Linked DNA regions of Xenopus tropicalis: region 1 is linked to region 2. The links are chromatin contacts, called in public Hi-C maps. All regions are on one chromosome and are shown on one strand. The core of a region is the stretch at or near the end of the contact, and the rest is flanking DNA. Distances in the headings are between cores, read along the strand shown. Region 1 holds the start of ssr3 (signal sequence receptor, gamma (translocon-associated protein gamma)). Region 2 holds the start of lekr1 (leucine-, glutamate- and lysine-rich protein 1).

Region 1 (5,567 bases), core at 1,949-4,448, 150 kb before region 2:
TGTTTAGCACAAGCCCTATTGTTTTGATCACAGATAATCCCCTGTATAATGGACTCATCAGTGCACTGGAATTTATCTACTTTTATCTATAAAGTACAGAGAGGAGAAAAGGGCAAATGGAAGTAGGAAGATGTTAATATAAGAATGGAAGAATAGGGAAAGGAGAGGGTAAAAATTAAGTGCCTCAGCTGTGGAATAATTATTTTTTGCCCTTTGCTAAACCAGGACCAAGCCGCACGTCTTGATTCCAAACTTAGCAGTTTTCGTAAGCAAAATTTAAGCTCAAATGCTTTAAACAGAATAGTGAAAGCTTAGAACTTTCACTTGAGAAAGTTGAGAAAGGGAGGTAATCCCAACATGTTGTGATCTACACATTAAAGTGTCTGCAGGTTAAAGAACCGCATGGTGTCAGCAGTTTTCATCTTTTTAATTTGCTTTAAACAGAATACCTGTATGTATATCACCTTTTAAGCACTTTATGGAAAGGATACACCGTGGGGTTGAAGTTCTTCAGAAGAAAGAAAGAAGCAACAATCACCAAAACCAGGAATAATGTATTATTGTAGAAAATGGAGAATGTAGTTGCCTCATAGTCAGCGACTTCATTTTTCTTCCAAAGGATCCTGCAAATAAAAAAATGTAATACATTAGTTCAAATGGTGTTTTCCATGCTCCAGAAATTGTTAGAAGGACAAACCATTATGCTTTATTTACGTTTTATAGCTGTTAAGCAGCTTAATCTTAAATGCACGGCTTAGTGATGAAGGAAACACTTATACATTAGATGCCACTCCGCATGGCCCTCTCATTGTGGTTCATTTGCATGTGAGTAAATGCTTGGCTGGTACAATTCTGCCCATCGGCTCAATTACATGCAAAACAAGACTGGAGAGGAAAGGGCTTTTGTTGTAATGCTTCATGTCTAAATATCCTTGCAGTGTATTTCAGTGGGCAGTGTCTGCTCACAAAGGCAGGAGCTTGATAACCATCTGTCGAAAACAGTACTGTGACTAACCTTTAGGACTGAAATAAAAAATTTTATATGGTAGTTATTTTAAAAACACTTTTAATTAAACACTGCTTGATTACATTGGCTGTTTATATTGAGGCAGTTGCCCAAAAGTGAACATCCCATTTAAGTCACTAGAGCAGGAAATGATATGAATATTTAAATATTTCATTCAAAATGATGTGTAATATTTTGGTGCTATATCAGAATATACAGAAGTTATAAATATCTGCTTTTGTGTAGTCTCTACTAACCAGTTCTTTATAAACCGACCAATGGCAAGAGCACTCCCTGTGATAACAAAGTTCCCCCCCAAACAGTGACAGTATGCACTGCTTGACCTGTTAGCATGCTTTTTAACCATAGGTGTTTTCACATTTTTAAATGTATCTTTGAAAGCCACATAAAAATAAACTGGCAACTCTGATCCCTAAAGCTGGCCATACACCTACAGAGGTTCTGTACAATATTCGGTGCGTCTATGGTGGACGACCATTATCACAAAAGCTTAGGATATGGGTTGTCTCATCGATTAGATGGGACAAAAATTTTGATCGGGCAAAATCAGCATTTAGGGCTGAATCGTCGGGTAGAAGTAGAATCCCTATTGTTTCTACCACCATAACTGACGATTCAGCCAGCCCTGGACGTCAGTGGAGGGTGGGAACGACCAATGGTCACAGGAAAGATCGTAACTGGTACATGTATGGCTACCTTTAAAAATAAAGCGACACACACTTTATTGTGTGATAAGTTAAACTGTTCCTCCTTCAGCACATACACCTAGCACCATGTACCATGTAGTCTATTACACAGCTCTGGCAGCTGTTACCTTTCATCCTTTTCCTTCCTGGACATCTTCCTGTTGTCTGCTTCCGAAAGTTTTCGGGTCACTTCTCTAGAAACAGCATCTTCGCGTTTCTGCGCCACCCTGCACACACACACACAAAGAAACAAAGAACAATGTTCAAACATTACACCTAGAAGGAATTCTAACTTCTTGGCTTGTGAGCAATACATTCATTTTGAGTTGTATCAAACTTCTAAAACAGAAATGCAGAAATGATGCAGCAAATGAATGAAAGGTTGCTAGTTAAAATTCATGGGCATTCCTCCTGAACTGTTCCACCAAGAACCCCCCCCCCACCCCCAAAAAAGTGCCCCATTTGTTGCATCTGGTTTTAAAAAGCAAAGTAGCAAGGCAGGGTTTGTGGGCGCAATCTTGCACCAATGCAGGACCTATTCCTGGCTTCCACTGTACATGCTCTGGGGTCAGCGCCATCACCAAGATGGCGGCGCGGCAGTAGCTCGTAGCGGCCGCTCCGGAGCCGGACAAAACTTTGATGTTACTATTCGTTTGTTTTTTTCGTTCGTTTCATGGGTTGCATGTATGTAGCATCTTGGGTCTGGAGGAACGCTGTTTCGTCTCACTATGTACTGTATATGGTTTAAATTACAATAAAACCTACTTGACTAGATGGACTGAACAGCACATTATAGCTGCCAATCCCCGGGCTACTCTGTAATACCCAGGTAGTGCAAGAAGGGCAATTTCAGGGGTTCCCGGTGGATCAGGAGGGAGGCTGGAACCTGGCTTTCATTCCCCAGAAGCACAGACAAAATGCACTTACTTGTGTTTGAGGACAAATTTAACATTCTTGTATGCAAAAGCCACAAGGTAGGTGCTGACCAGCGTCATTACTGTATATAGCACAGCCGACTGCACCAGATCCATGTGCCATATTCTCCAATACAGCCCTAAAATAGGAAAGAAAAGGTCAGTATGTAACGTATATACATGAGGAATAAGTCGCATGTTAGGAACTGCCCATCAAGTTGCATTATACCAATACCAATACCAATGAGAGGGCGAACAAGAACCCCGGGCCCGGCCTCTGCGTGGCGGGATACTTACAAATGGGGATAGCAGACACGATGAAAGCATTGCCGTAGAAAAGCGCTGAAGATTTAGCCGACAGGTTGCGGCTGAAATCCTGCAAAAGCAGATCTTCCTCGGACTGCTGCTTGTTACCACCTTTCGGAGCCATGGCCGGTATCGGAGAGAGAATGAACAGTAGAGACACGTCTCACACTGAATGACCCTCCTCAGCCACCGTCAGAGAAATCTCTGTACTGATTCGTCAGCACTCAGGGAGCGGAAGCGCTTGGAAAATGGGCGGGGTCAGAATGAAGTTGCCAGCCAGGCGCCTTTGCTTCCGCATACGGGGCTCAGGGGCGTGTCTGGAGCGGAAAGGGACTTGGGAAATGTTATTTTATGTGCGCTGAAAATCAATGCAAAATGTGTGCTGCATTTGTTGAAATTTTGAAAAACATTAAATAAATGCGGTGGTGGAAATACTATCTGGAAAAAGAACACGATCTAACTTTCATTGTTATGTTCTGGTGGAAGCAGCGGGCAATTATGGGGCGATAACTAAATACTATTTAGTATTCTTTCTATAAGTTGTACCTTCTGTATTGGTAATGGCCATTTCCCACATGCTGACTGACATCCTCCCACAAATTTTTATTTTTAAATGCACAAAAGTTTATAAATAAATAATATCTTAACCTGGTGATTGTTTGTGGTTCATTAAAGTCATTAACGTCTCTATACCGTTTGTCCAGGTATCAATGCACTCAGAATTTCAGTTTGTTACAAATAGCTTTTTATTGTTACAGTTCAGTAACAACATTAATGTTTTCACTGTCTGACTTTGTTCTTACTGACAAGAGAGTGTGTTTAAAGATTTTATTGTGTTTTAAAACATGATTTTTTTTCTAAATCTCCTCACACTTTACAACACTATCCAATAATGTGTACATCATTTCTAAAATATATTTACCATTAGATATTTAATTGTAATAAAACACCATATTTTAACAAACGCCTGTTTTATTTATTAACTTTAAACATTGTTTTGAAAAATGTTTTTTTTTTCTAAATAAACATTTATTTTGTAATTTTTTTTTTCTAGGGTCTCCACCCTTTTTTTAAACATTTGGAGCTCTTGCCACATTTCTGTAAGGGTGGGCTCCTGGCTTGCTCCCCCGTGTGCCCTCCTCGCTAGCCTTGTGGCTACATTCCTCCAGGCTGGCTTCACCTTGGCTGGGCAGTATGATTTCTATAAAACATACACATTGCATTTGATTAATTTATAGTCATGTTGTTTGGGGGACTCATTAGCAGATAGAGGTTCAAGAGAGTGTGGCAAAAAACAACCTTTAACAAACATATTAATATTTTTAATTACCTTCAGAGGTGGGGCTCGTTGGGCTCATTGTGGGCGGCTCCATGATACCATCCAGCCATTTCATGAAATCTTACATCCCAGCACAGCATTTTTAATGATTTTGCAAATGCATGTGCTAATCCAGTGATGTCCAACTTATTACATGTAGTGGGCCAATCATATGTCATATAGCATGTTGCAGGGCTGGATTTAATAAAATGATGATGTCACAAAGTGAAGTGTATGGAGCTTTTGAGCAGACTGGGGGCCATAAAAATTGTAGGGTTGCATGTGGCCTCCGGGCCACCAGTTACACAGCCCTGTACTAATCTATTTTCACAAGCATTTAAATCAACTGTCAATGTTGGCCATTGTTATAATGCCTCTCCTAACAACAATATACATACTGGGATAGTAACATACATTTCTATGTATGTGGAGCCCTTCACTGGGCTCCACTGCCTCTACATTCTCCTCAATGTGTGACTCTGGGGTGCAGGCTGTTGCTCCTCTCTCTGTCCCTGCTCCACTATCTCCTGCTCTGCATGGGCAGCTTGTCTTCCTTATGGGACATACACTTTTTTAGTAGCACATTTTTAACAAGCATAAAATTTTTTTACTAACGTTTAACAGCTTACTTTCTATGTCCCATGTGCCTGCATGGCATAGTCAGGGTCCCTCCTCTTTATATCGCTCCACTTTCTTTGAAGGATGTGGAGTTAAAAGCTGCACCCAAACTTTCTCCTTAGCCTTCTTTGCAGCGTTAGCATTATTTGCCTTTTGTATTCCTGCTTCTGCTGCATCCAAATAGGCAAATTGGTATCTTGTCACATACAGTACGCAGCAAGACAAGCAATAAAATGGCAGAGCAGGACATGTGACAAGGGAAGGGAGTCAACCAATGTAACATTAAAGAAAGACTTTTCATTTTCAGATGTGTTAATGATAATTTTATATACAGTATTACATCTTGAGAATGTAATTTTGATGAATCAGCGTAATCAAACTCCTGATGTAGTTGCACGAAGTGTGGTGAAGATTCCCAAAGTGAAAATTTGGAGTAAGTAAATCTGCCCAATGGAGAGAACACACAAACTCCTTGCTGATAGTGCCCACGCTGGGATTGAACGCAGGTCCCCGCTGCCGAGACACAGTGCTTTTATAAAGAAATAATCAGACTGCAGAGATGTAACACAATAGAAGAATTTCAGAATCTCAGGCTAATGTAACATGTGGTTTTTTCCTGTGGTGCCTTTTCCATGGTTATACTATGTGGTTTTATGATGGAGGTTATCATCTCAAACAAACCTATTTACTTTTAATTC
Region 2 (6,238 bases), core at 3,213-5,712:
TTTGTTGTACTTGCCCACCCCCCAATACTATATATCAGGTATGTTAACCTTGGTCAGTTATTGTGGAGCTACAATTTCCTGCATCCTCCAGCACAGGGATACTGGGATTTCCAGTCCAACAGCTGCTCTTACCGGGTTTCCCTGCTTCATTATCACACATCTAAGGATAGAAGGCAAACTGTGCGTGTGTGATCAGATGCAGGACATGACTAAATACACACAACACAAAATCCCTGTGGGTAGTGGATAAACCTGTTTCCATCTGAAGCATTACCTTCCGTGACTCCTGCCCGTGGCCACATCATCTCAGCATCACAGCACAAAGCTCTGTTGACGAAACAAACATATGAGATTATTTCATATTTAAAAGGACAGTGTATACCTATTGTATTTTTTTCCATGCTAATATTGCTAAATTTCTGATTACACACCATATATGTAATAAGTTAATACAGTTAGTTGTGCTTATACTGAATAAAAACATACAAACTATTAATGCTATCAGACCCTTTTGCCTACTAGGTATAGAGGTAAGAGGGTCTGATAGATGGAAATATTGGGCATGGCAGTCAGATGTAACACCAGCAATATAAGAAGGGACAATATTCACATGGGAATGCCAAGAGAACTTTCCCTAGAAACCAGGGCTAATTGGAAGCAATTCTCTGTATCACGCCTGGCGTGCTGCCTGCCTGACAGAAAGGAAGAGGCTGAGTCACCCGGGCAGGCAGGGCACAGGGACTTGTCACTATGATGATCTCTCTGATTATCACATATCATGAGCGAGGGGTGGAGGTATGTTTCTAGTCGCATTTCCCTGTTGCGTGACAGCTCTGTTTCACACTTCCACGCGTGCATATTTATGCTGAGCTCAGGGACAGTTGTCACGACACCGGCGGGTTAGTACAGAACAAGGAAAGTGCGTGTTAGGTCTCTGCTCACTTAATACACTCCAACTATTCCCCCCCTCACATTGTACTATGATTATGCATTCCAAAAGCAGATGGATGGGCAAAATAACCTACTGGTAAGTATTTAGGTACAATAAAAGAGCTGCAAAGTACAGGGAATAATTACACTTATGTACAGAATTCTCTCTCAATTATATATGCATTTCAATATGTTCCCCACCACCCTACAGACTACATGTGTCAAACACAAGGTCCTCGGGCCAAATACGGCCCTTCTGGCTGTTTTATGTGGCCCCTGGTGACTGTGCCTGACCATTCAGCACCAATTGCCTGACTGCACTGTGACTGTGCCTGACCGTACAGTATCTTAATAAAAAATTTGGCCAGCGACTTTTAGATTTAGACACCCCTATAGACTGTAAGCTTTAATGAGCAGAGCCTATAGTTGCTGTTTTTATCCTGTAATCCTGCTTTGTTATATTATTATAAGACCCCAGTAGATATAAGTTATTGTAAAGCCCTGGGTAACGTATTGGTACCATATACATAAATCAGGAAGATGTATAGGATTTAAAATGCTGTAGTATATAATTCTCTGTATATTGATGCATAATCTTCGTATAACACATGTAAAAGGTAGTGGGGCTCAGGCAAAAGGGCACATTTACTACCATAAATTGTTAAATTTGCACTACCAAAAGCAACTTCACGTCTACTATATGTTGTAAAATGGAAGGGCAGATCTAGCTGTTACCTGTAGTTAATTGCACTGGTTCAGTTTAGTATAAACTGATTTATTATGCTAGTAAATGAACATAACTATCAAAATATCATTATTATAATTTAATTAGTCACATATTACACAACACTTTAAAAAAATTCATTGCCAGACAAATATACAGCATACGGCCCATAATAGACTGGTATCGGTGCACCTTTACTTAAAAACAAATAGCTGATTTTCCCTGGGCAGTTGCACAAATGGTACGCCAATACCTCCAGAAAATGCTCATCATTTACTTCAGTGCCTTCCCCAATAGAACTTACATTATATGAGGGCAATGTAATAAAAGTCACTAACTTTCCACCAGGTGGACTAACCCATTAGTCATCAAATAAACTCCTTGCCCACATCAGAATAGACCTAAGCATATAGTATACACAGTATTGTATAATGGAGGGCTACAAAATTTTGTGACAACATTCCTCTTATTACCTCAACACTATTTTGTGATTTGACTTCTCAGATCACACTAATATTCAACAGTCCATATCTATACTATAGGATGGCAAGACCAAAATGACTGCATCCAGCAACTATAATTAAATTCCCAGGAAGTGTATTTATTTTTGTGAACCGAATGGCATTTTTAGTGTATATAGAAAAATGGTTAACAGAAATAGTTTTATGTATAAAGATTATTTATAGAGGCGACTGCAACTTCCTCTTTCCCCTTTCGCATCAATTTTCTGCAAAAATGTAAGGGACGTTCTCAGAACCTGTGCATACCTTCCCAATCTGTACAATGTTCCACAGTGCATTTGGGCAGGCAGGGTAGCAAAGCAAAACAGCTGCACAACACATTTATCCTTTTCTATCAATGACTCAGCAGAACACCCATCACAGCATTGATGAGGATACTATGGGCAGCCATAAATGGGCTACACCCACTGGGTGGCTATAATACATAATAACAGCAATGTCAGAAGATAAAACTTAATCACCCAAAGGGAAGGGTGGGAGTAAGTTTGGAGACAGAATGGACTCCAGCCTCTGGACAGATCTGGAAACACTTTAGTAAATATGGCATTGTTGTGCAGTACAAAGGACATAGGAGTACTGTGTTTAATTAGTTTAATTACAGCCTACGGCTTGCAAAACTAGAGAGAATAGCCTATGCATCTAAGGCACATGATACACTAAATGTGTAAAGGTTGTTGGACAGGGTGCCCCTTGGCTCATTAGATAAGTAAATAGACATTCTTGCCAAATGTAAGTAGGCATTTCAAGTACACAGAGGCCCATCCTCCCCATTGATAGTGACAGTCTATGGCATCTTAAAGCAGCCCCCTTTGGCATTTGGCAGAATCCACAGATTGCCAGTGTGTCTGCCCCCCATCCCCACAGTTTGAGAATCGCCGAACCAAGGGCCATGGCCCACGGGGAGATTAGTCGCCCATAGTTAATCTCAGCTACCGTGGGTAATTTGGGAATTGTAGTTCATGCTGTTTGCTCCTGCAGGAAAAAGTTACACATGCCATGCAAGCAATATGATCTAAGGCAGTGATCCCCAACCAGTGGCTCTTGACCAACATGTTGCTCACCAACCCCTTGACCAACATGTTGCTCACCAACCCCTTGACCATTGCTCCCAGTGCCTCAAAGCAGGTGCTTATTTTTGAATTTCTGGCTTGGAGGCAAGTTTTGGTTGTATAAAAACCCAGTGTAATTGCCAAACAGAGCCTTCTGTGGGCTTCCAGTCAACATAGGAGCTACCAAATAGCCAATTATAGCTCTTATTGGCACCTCCAGGAACTTTTTTCATGCTTGTGTTGCTCTACAAAACTTTTTCCATTTGAGTGTGGCTCACAGGTATAAAAGGTTGAGGATCCCTGATCTTAGGACACTGCCTGACAAAGCCTTATTTAAGTCAGCTGTGTGTGGAAACACTTTGTTGTCTTTATTAGGCCAAACTCACATGAGCACATATTTGCACTTATTTTCCTTGAGCAATAGAACTCACTTAAAATACCTCAGTATTTTGTCTGTTTACCTTTCTTTGCCGGGATCCTTTATTTGCAAAATCTGCAAGGAAATTCCCATACAGAAATAGCTCTGTTTGTCCAGCACATCACTAATCCCATTTCATAGGCGCTGATTCCCTTAAAGGCTGTGGCACACAGGGAGATTAGTCGGGTCGCTGTGATTTCCCAAAGTCGCCCGAAGTGTTCTTGAGAGGCAACTTCGGAAAATCATAGCAACGTATATGACATCCCAGCGGGAATTTACATTCTTGCTGGTGGGATGGCATTGCAGGGAGATTAGTCGCCCGCGGTAATGAAAATTTGTCATGGGGCGACTAATCTACCCGTGTGCCACTGCCCTTAACTCACCAGGTGGAGACTTCCTACCTCTATCTTCCTGTACCAATCACATTAGCATTGTGTTTGAATTTCAATGTCCAAATGGTAGGGCAGAGGCCTAGTAAACCCCTAGGGCTCATTTACATGGTGGGGAGAGGGTGCAAACTGCAAAAACAGGCACAATCCACATGCTCTGTGCTTCGCAACTACAGACACAGGCAGTCGTGTAACTAGACATCCCCAGGCCTGGGTGCAGAGTATGCAACAGGGCCCCCGACGCATTTTTGTGGTGAACAGTGAGGGTGCCCAGCCACCTAGAGGGGGATGTGCTGCCCTAAATTCTCTCACAACCTGGTTTACACATATTTAATCAGTAAAAAATTGATTTACTTTTACTTTACTTTTCTTGCTAACAGACAGGCCACAATATAACATCAAGCTAAAATTTAATGATTAGAAACTGTGACAGGACCACCACCCTGCTTGACTGGCTTTCCCATTGCCATGAGTCATATCTTTAGCAGTTCAGTGTGTGTATACGTCGTCTGTACGTCTGCTTGTGATGAGCGGCTCACGACTAACCCCGCACAAGATGCCTATAGAAGTCCCTCTCCTTGACGTAGACTGAGACGCGCCCAGCCCACTGTGCCGATACCGGGAACATGCCGGCAGTTTGATAATCAGCAGGCTCAGTGAGAAGCCCACATGTTATGTTCGTGTGCTGAATGGAGCCCTCCCACCACTGGGCTGAGCGCTTTGCACGCATCGTGTCTCTGTGCTTGGGCTTGCGTGATAAGGCAGGCTGTCCCGGCTGCACACTGCATGCATTTCGTGCTGCCTCACAGCTGCCCTTTGAGCCCTTTTCCTGTGCTTGGGGGAAGAGGAGAGAACAGCAGGTGATCGGAGGGTGGAGCTCTGGCGAGTCATTGAGCGGCTCTGGGCTAGTAGTCACGCTATGCGTGTGGTGGAGTGCACTAACCGAGCCACGCACACTTGCTATTTGTGGGACACAGTTGGGTTGTTGTTCTCAGGCTTGGGACAGAGCTGTGCGTGTAACTCGCTCTCATACTGCATGCAGCAAAGGGTTAAAGGAACTCTCCCTCACGAAGAAGTGACAGTTAATGTTGTGGAAGTTTAGTTTAGCAGCTGCTGGGGGCGGGGGCTGCGAGTTGGTCAGTGATAAAGGCAGCTAGGGTTAGGGAGGCAGCTAGGGTTAGGGAGGCAGCTAGGGTTAGGGAGGCAGCTAGGGTTAGGGAGGCTCAGTGCAGGAAGGCTGCGGGGTGCTTTGTAGCCGAGGAAATGATTCAAGGAGGGATGGGGCTGTAGTGTACTGGTTACTATTGCCAGGGTCCTGTTAACCAAGTGTTTGTATGTTTTTGTGTTTCCCTCCACGTTATTATAGGCAGATTAAATCATATGGGACGATATCTATATATGTATGTAACACTATTTTAGGCTAGATTGAACCAAAACCAGGCTAGGAGTAGATCATTGGTTACATGCGACTCTCATACATCAGGATGGGCCTCCGCTATATGGGAGAAACTACTGGAGGATGTTGTTGAACTATACCCCACCACTGCCACTGTGTAGTGTATTAGATGTAAATGCAGATTTAAGAATAGATAATGGATGCCAGGAGCTCTTGCAAAACAAAGGAACTGTTTATTTGTCCAAGACCAGATTATAAATGCAGGGATATCAATACTCACTCAGATGAGGTAACAGGTATTCAATAGCACAAATGATGTTAAAACAAATCAAGCAGATGAAGTATGGTGCCTTCTGTTTATTCCTTCTCATAAAGAGGTATGGGTAGGATATGACAGCCAACAGAATGGTAGGAGGCAGCTCACCGGTTAATCCCTTCTCTTAGTAGAGGTAAGGGCAGGGTTAATTGCTGGCCTATATCCCTAGCACTTCTGTGTCCCTAATCTAAGGCAAGTTAAGGTGCCCATACACCATAAGATCCGCTCGCTTGGCGATGTCGCCAAGCGAGTGGATCTTCACCCGATATCCCCACCTACGGGTGGGCGATATCGGGTAGGAAGCTGCTTTAAAAAAAAATAATCCGATCGTTTGGCCCTGGGGCCAAACGATCGGATTACATTTGAGCTTATGGGGCAGTCGGTTCGGGGACCGCATCAACGAGCCGATGCGGTCCCCGATCCGACCGGATTTTCTAACCTGGCCGATCGAGATCTGGCCAATTTCAGGCCAGATATCGGTCGGCCAGGCAGCTC

Evidence for each region. A called contact is a pair of places that touch in the nucleus more often than the background predicts.
Region 1: a contact with region 2 is called in a Hi-C map of neurula embryo, with 2.4 times the contacts expected there. The contact joins the promoter of ssr3 here to the promoter of lekr1 in region 2. A contact is called at or near these places in 2 of 5 Hi-C or Micro-C datasets (brain and neurula embryo).

The regions. Positions count from the first base shown.
Region 1 is chr5:116,249,645-116,255,211 of UCB_Xtro_10.0, reverse strand. It overlaps ssr3 (signal sequence receptor, gamma (translocon-associated protein gamma)), which reads right to left and starts at 3,198. Exons shown (of 5, transcript NM_001005080.1): 1 at 2,925-3,198; 2 at 2,641-2,767; 3 at 1,842-1,940; 4 at 492-623. The coding sequence starts at 3,057.
Region 2 is chr5:116,095,341-116,101,578 of UCB_Xtro_10.0, reverse strand. It overlaps lekr1 (leucine-, glutamate- and lysine-rich protein 1), which reads left to right and starts at 4,462. Exons shown (of 13, transcript XM_018094379.2): 1 at 4,462-4,891. The coding sequence starts at 4,701. It overlaps LOC116410936 (a long non-coding RNA gene), which reads right to left and starts at 375. Exons shown (of 2, transcript XR_004222766.1): 1 at 275-375.